Regions from separate parts of the Columba livia genome. Here region 1 is linked to region 2. Evidence: chromatin contacts called from public Hi-C data. All regions are on one chromosome and are shown on one strand. The core of a region is the stretch at or near the end of the contact, and the rest is flanking DNA. Distances in the headings are between cores, read along the strand shown. Region 1 has its middle 8.4 kb from the start of NFAM1. Region 2 holds the start of IFT56 (intraflagellar transport 56).

What was found. Hi-C and Micro-C count contacts between places; a contact is called where the count stands out from the background.
Region 1: a contact with region 2 is called in a Hi-C map of liver, with 4 times the contacts expected there. The contact joins the enhancer-like site here to the promoter of IFT56 in region 2. A contact is called at or near these places in 2 of 2 Hi-C or Micro-C datasets (crop and liver).

The regions. Positions count from the first base shown.
Region 1 is chr1:170,935,961-170,938,694 of bColLiv1.pat.W.v2, reverse strand. No RefSeq gene overlaps it. Among named protein-coding and RNA genes, the nearest start is that of NFAM1, 8.4 kb to the left of the region's middle. Within about 2 kb of position 1,449, at least 2 of the 3 cell types and tissues checked have an H3K27ac peak away from gene starts, as active enhancers do.
Region 2 is chr1:170,692,327-170,695,054 of bColLiv1.pat.W.v2, reverse strand. It overlaps IFT56 (intraflagellar transport 56), which reads right to left and starts at 1,366. Exons shown (of 17, transcript XR_010468861.1): 1 at 1,122-1,366; 2 at 864-1,001.

The DNA.
Region 1 (2,734 bases), core at 200-2,699, 240 kb before region 2:
CCTGGGCCTCACCCCGTGCTGTTGAGCCTAAGCCTGAGCTTAGGCTGGCTTGTTCCCAGACTCTTGCCATAGCAGAGGTGTGCCCAATGAGGCACAGAGCTGAAAGCTGCACCTGGATCTCATCTCTCCCATTTCTTGGCTCAACATTTCCCGCTCCAGAGGTGCTCCACTAATCACCATTAATCCCTTTTCATACCCACAAAGCATCTCTGGTGGCCTGTGGCAGGGACTTCCCCTACTTAAGCCATATGTTGCATGAAGAAACGTCTCCTTTTGTTTCTTTTGAGTCTTGCACTTGAGTATTTCATCATGTGCCTCCTTGTTTTTTTTTTTTAGGAAAAAAAACACCTTCTCCATGGCATTTAGGCTTCACAGACCTCTACTGAAGACCTCAGCCCTCTCTTTTTCCCAGCTGAGAAGTCCTCGTCTACAGAGCCAGCCCTTACGTGGGAAGCGTTTGGAAGTGCTCTGCTTTGCCTGAATCGAAACCCCAGCTCCACCAGCCCCAGCTGAGATCACAAGGCAGCAGGAGCTCTGCAGGGAGGCATCGGGACGGCACCTCCCTCGGGCACCCGCTCCCTTTGAACGCTGCCCTTGGCAGCCCTGCCTTTGCCTTTGCCGTGGTGCAGGGCAGGCAAAAAGCTCCAGTGCATTGCACTCGTGATAACTTTACAGGTGCCGAACATCTAAGGAATTGGTGCAGAATGAACTCAATTAGACAAAACCATCACATTCCCCCATCCAAGGTATTCTTGTAACTTAAGATTTTTAGCACATTTAAAGGCTAATGATTCAAATACACATTTTGGGAGGGACAACAGGGTAAGGGTCCAAGACTGAGACCCAGCTGTGTGTACACAGAAAGTTTTATTTTGAAGCTTGCCTACCTAGGAGGAGCTTATTTCCAAACGCTGAGGATACCCAAATGTTAATAAATTTTTTGAAATGTGTTTTGCACAAACTTGCGGTTTTCAGTGAATCCCGATCCATTGAGGCAGATCCCTAATGGCACACAGACCCTTATGTCAGAGGTAATCAAGTATTATTACAAGAGCTGCTGGCTGTGGGGCCCCTCCTGTGCACACACAGGGGTACATATGGAAGTTATTAACAAGTTTCAGCGAAGGATTTTGGGAAATTAACCCCTGGGGCCCTAGAACACTGCTAACAGACAGCTAGTTGGGAGCAGATGAAGAGCACTGGATGCCTGTGGTGTGCTGGGACCGAAATCCAGGCCCTCCGCAGCCCGGTAGAGGAAGCCCCTCTCACAAGGACTAAACTTTTCAACTTCTGCTGTTAGGAAGAACGATTGAAAAAAACCATCTGCAAGGCTGTAAAAGTTTCCTCGACAAACTGAAATGAGTCATCTGGAGAAATGTATAACATAACATATAAAAATGCAAACAATTTTCTTCTGTTCCCCAAATGGCGCTCAAGAGGTTCTGAGGAAGTTTGTGATTTCTTTATAAGCCCCTTTAGGAGCCACCAAAAGAGACGTTTGGATGGAGGCCACCAGGAGCTGCTCCTACATGGCAAAGAGACGGGTTCAGAGGCAGAGTGATTAAAGTGAATGTCTCCCACTCGTTAATGAAAGCAGCAGGACAACGTTTCCAGCCACCTCATGGAAGTAAACTCGTACGGCTTTACTTGTCCAACTTTTTCTCAGGAGTTTAAGGAAAAAGGTTTCTCTTTCAATGCCCAAGCAGAAAACGAAGGAGGACTCTGTAAAGCTGGCCCCAGACAATGTACTTTTCACGTTCCTGTTCTTCCCAAATTGTTTTCCTTTCTTCCACCAATCCTGATCTGCAAAGCGACCTCTCCTTGGGAATAATGAGGATACTCACCCATAATATGCTTTATAACTTCCTAATACAACAATGCTTGGCAGTCATTCACTGCTTTCCATCCACAGATCTCAAATCAATTCGCTACAGCCCCGCATGGAATTGACTTACTTGTAAGACAGAGATGAGCACTTGCTGTGCAATTAAAAACCATATATATATAAATGAACAAAATAAAGCAGACTTTATTAAAATCCAAACTATATCCTCCTCCCTTGGTGTGATTCTCCTAAGGGACAATTCTGGCCACAAACGGGGCTCTTCCGCAGCCCCCAGCCACACAACCCAAGATGCTCGTTTTTGGCCAAATGAGAGCGGTTCACAGCCAGGTCAGAGCAATCCGGTTAGAAAGCTCTTCCCTCTGCGAGCTATAACTGGGGCCATAAAACAGAAGCATTCCTCTGCTCGGCTATAAACGTGGAAGAAATTAGCCCACTCCTTCCCCCCTCCCCACTTTCTGAAGGGAAAGCAGCCAAGGTGCCTCGGTGACAACACCCCCAAGGAAGATGAGGAGGGAGGGGACAGGCAGGGTGCTCAGGGCAGTGGGGACAGTCCCGCTCCTGCCACAGCGGGCAGAGAGGGAGGGCAGCCATGCGGCTGATCCCACCGAGGCAGGGGCTTCACTGGAGAACCAGGGCTTGGTCCCAAAACACAGGTGCCCAGAGCCACCTGAGACACCCACAGGGGCTGGGTGGGCAAAGGAGCCACAGGAGACTTGTGCTCTGCTGGAGCTGTGCCCAAAGAGCACTGAGGGTGAGGAACGGGATGGTGCCCGAGACCAGGCCAAACCCATGGCAGGCAGCAGCACCCAGAGCACCTGTGTGACCAAAGGTTGCTCCATGTAGCATGGGGAAAGGAAGAAGGAAGTGATTTTCCTCCTACCAACATGC
Region 2 (2,728 bases), core at 117-2,616:
ACATTCCTGAGAGAATCATAGAATGTCTTGAGTTGGAAGGAACCTACAAGGAAGAGTGAGTCCAACTCCTGTTCCTGCGTATGACAACCCCACAGTTCACACCATGTGCCTGAGGGTGTTGTCCAGTCTCTTCTTGAACACTGTCAGGCTTGGGGCTGTGACACCTCCCTGAGGAGCCTGTTCCAGTGCTCCAGCACCCTCTGGGTGAAGAAACTTTTCCTAATGTCCAACCTGAACCTCTCCTGACACATCTTCCTGCCATCCCCTTACGTTCTGTTACTGGTCACCAAAGAGAAGAGTTTCTCCTCCTCCCTTTGTGAGGAAGCTGTAGGTGCCATGAGGTCTCCTCTCAGTCTCCTCTTCTCCGGGCTGAACAAACCAAGTGACTTTAGCCGCTCTTCATACGGCTTCACCTCCAAACCTTTTGCCAACTTCATAGCCCTCCTCTGGACACTCTCCAGTAGCCTTATCTCCTTTTTATCCCTTGGCGCCCAGACCTGCACACAGTGCTCCAGGTGAGGCCGCACCAGTGCGGAGCAGAGCGGGACCATCACCTCCCTGCCCGGCTGGCCATGCTGTGCTGGATGCACCCAGGACACGGCTGGCACGGAGAAGCAGCAGGCGCCCTCACATGCCAAACCCAGTCCTAGGAAGGGAGGAGAAAAGCAGCCAGAACAGGGCCTACGGGGTGCGGGTGGAGGCTAAGGGGACACAAGGCGGGGAAGAGTCGCTCTCGGCCCGCAGCCCTGTCGGGCACAGGCCTGGCAATGCCGGTACCGTCCTCCCGAAGGGAGCAGAGTGGGACCCCCGGGGTGCCGGCGGCGCCCCCGGGTCGGGGTCTCAGCCCCGGTGGCGGCCGTTACCTCCAGCAAGGCGATCGCGCCGGTGAAGTCCCTCAGGGCCAGGAGCTCTTCCAGCTGCGGCACCTTCTTCCCTTTCTTCTTCCGCCTGTCTCCCGGCGGCGGGGTACCCCCCACGGCCGGCTTGGCCCGGGAGAGCATCTGGGCAGAGAGCAGAGCGGAGCCGGGTCAGAGCGGGGCCCCGGCGGGGCTTCCCCGCCCGAGGTGGGGGGAAGCACCGCACCCGCACCCGCCCCGCGCCCCCGTCCCGCCGCCTCTCACCATCCTGCCGCCGGGCCCGGGGCTCCTCGCTTCGCCGACGGCGCCGTTGCCAGGGTAACCGCGGGACGGCGGAAGGCGGCGGCGCAGACCCGAGCGCGGCGGCGAACAGGCGCCGGCTGGCGAAGGGCGCCGCCCCCCGGGGTTCCGCCTCCGCTGCGGCCGGCGGCGGTCTCCGTAGCGACAGCGGAACGGGGGATCGGCCCCTCAGTCAGCCTCCCCAGTTGCCGGCACCCCGGACACGCGGAACCCTGGGACTTGTGGTCTAATTCCAGCTGCTGGCACTGAAACATCCGCACACACACACTCGCGCTCCGAACAGAGAGTCCCCTCACGCAGGAAAGCAGTCAGAAATGGAATTTAAGGTTGTAGTCATTGTAGTCATGGGTAGTATGCCCTTCCCTGACATCCCACAATGAGTCTCATGCTCACAGCAGCAACTCCACCCAGTCTGCAGGGTGATCCAGAGCTTCTCCTGGTGATATCGATGGGTTGGTCACTCTCCTGTGACAGCCCTATGGGGAGGGAACCCCATAGATGTTTATACTTTTCTGGTAAACAAAAACGCTCCATCTGTATTTCTATAATCATGGACACGGAGAACATAATGTAAAACATTACGTATGTGGGTTGTGTACATTTAAACTGCATACAGTAGCTGATCTCTCTAGCAAACTCTAGATAATTTTCAAGCACAGATATCACCTTTTTTCCTGACATTGCAGATTGCTGTGAATAAAACAGATCTCTCCTTGTTATAGGGGAGCACCATATGGTGGAATTCCCCAGGTTTCATTTTTTATACTACCTGAATTGCACCATCAGAAATTCCAGTGCAGAGGAGCAATACATTACACGATTGCTGACAACTCAGCTAGCAAAAAAATACCTGTCCATGGACATGGCTAATGAGGTACCTGTATTGCTACCATTTCATCCTTGAGAAGAAAAATGTTTTGCACTCCATCAGAAAGATACAGGCTTTTCTTTTTTTGTATTAATAAATATATCCCGTCATATTGCAATCATCTGTAACTCAGTCCAGCAGTAAAGAACTGTGTGCTGCTTCTTCAGAGCACGGCTTTCACATTCCCCTTCTCCCAGTCACTTCAACATGGCTTAACCCTGGAACAATCTGCTCAGCTTGCAGCTGGCCTTGAGAAGTTACTCTGCAACCGGGAACCCTGGGAGAACAACAACACTGTGATGATGTCCCTTTCTAATGAATGTGCTTTCATTACACAGGCCATAGAAAATGAAGGCAAACAATCCACTCACCCATAGTGGATTTCTCTGCAAGAAATTAATTTTGACTTAGTCTGTCAAAGTGATAAGGAATGTGTGCTAGTGATTTGGTCTACTTTTATAGCTCCTCTCTATTTAGCAAGGTATTTTTGTCAGGAGAAAATTAAATTTCCATAAATAATTCTGAAATTATTTGCCTTTTCAGAGATTTTATTTCAAGTATTTTTCTATATTGGCAAGATCATATATATATATATATACTAATCAATATAACACAGATATCTGTCCTCTTATCATTTGTCTAGTGTTTTCTATTATCTAACAGAAAAAGACTGTTCTGCAGGGCAGAAAGCTATAGCCTCCTC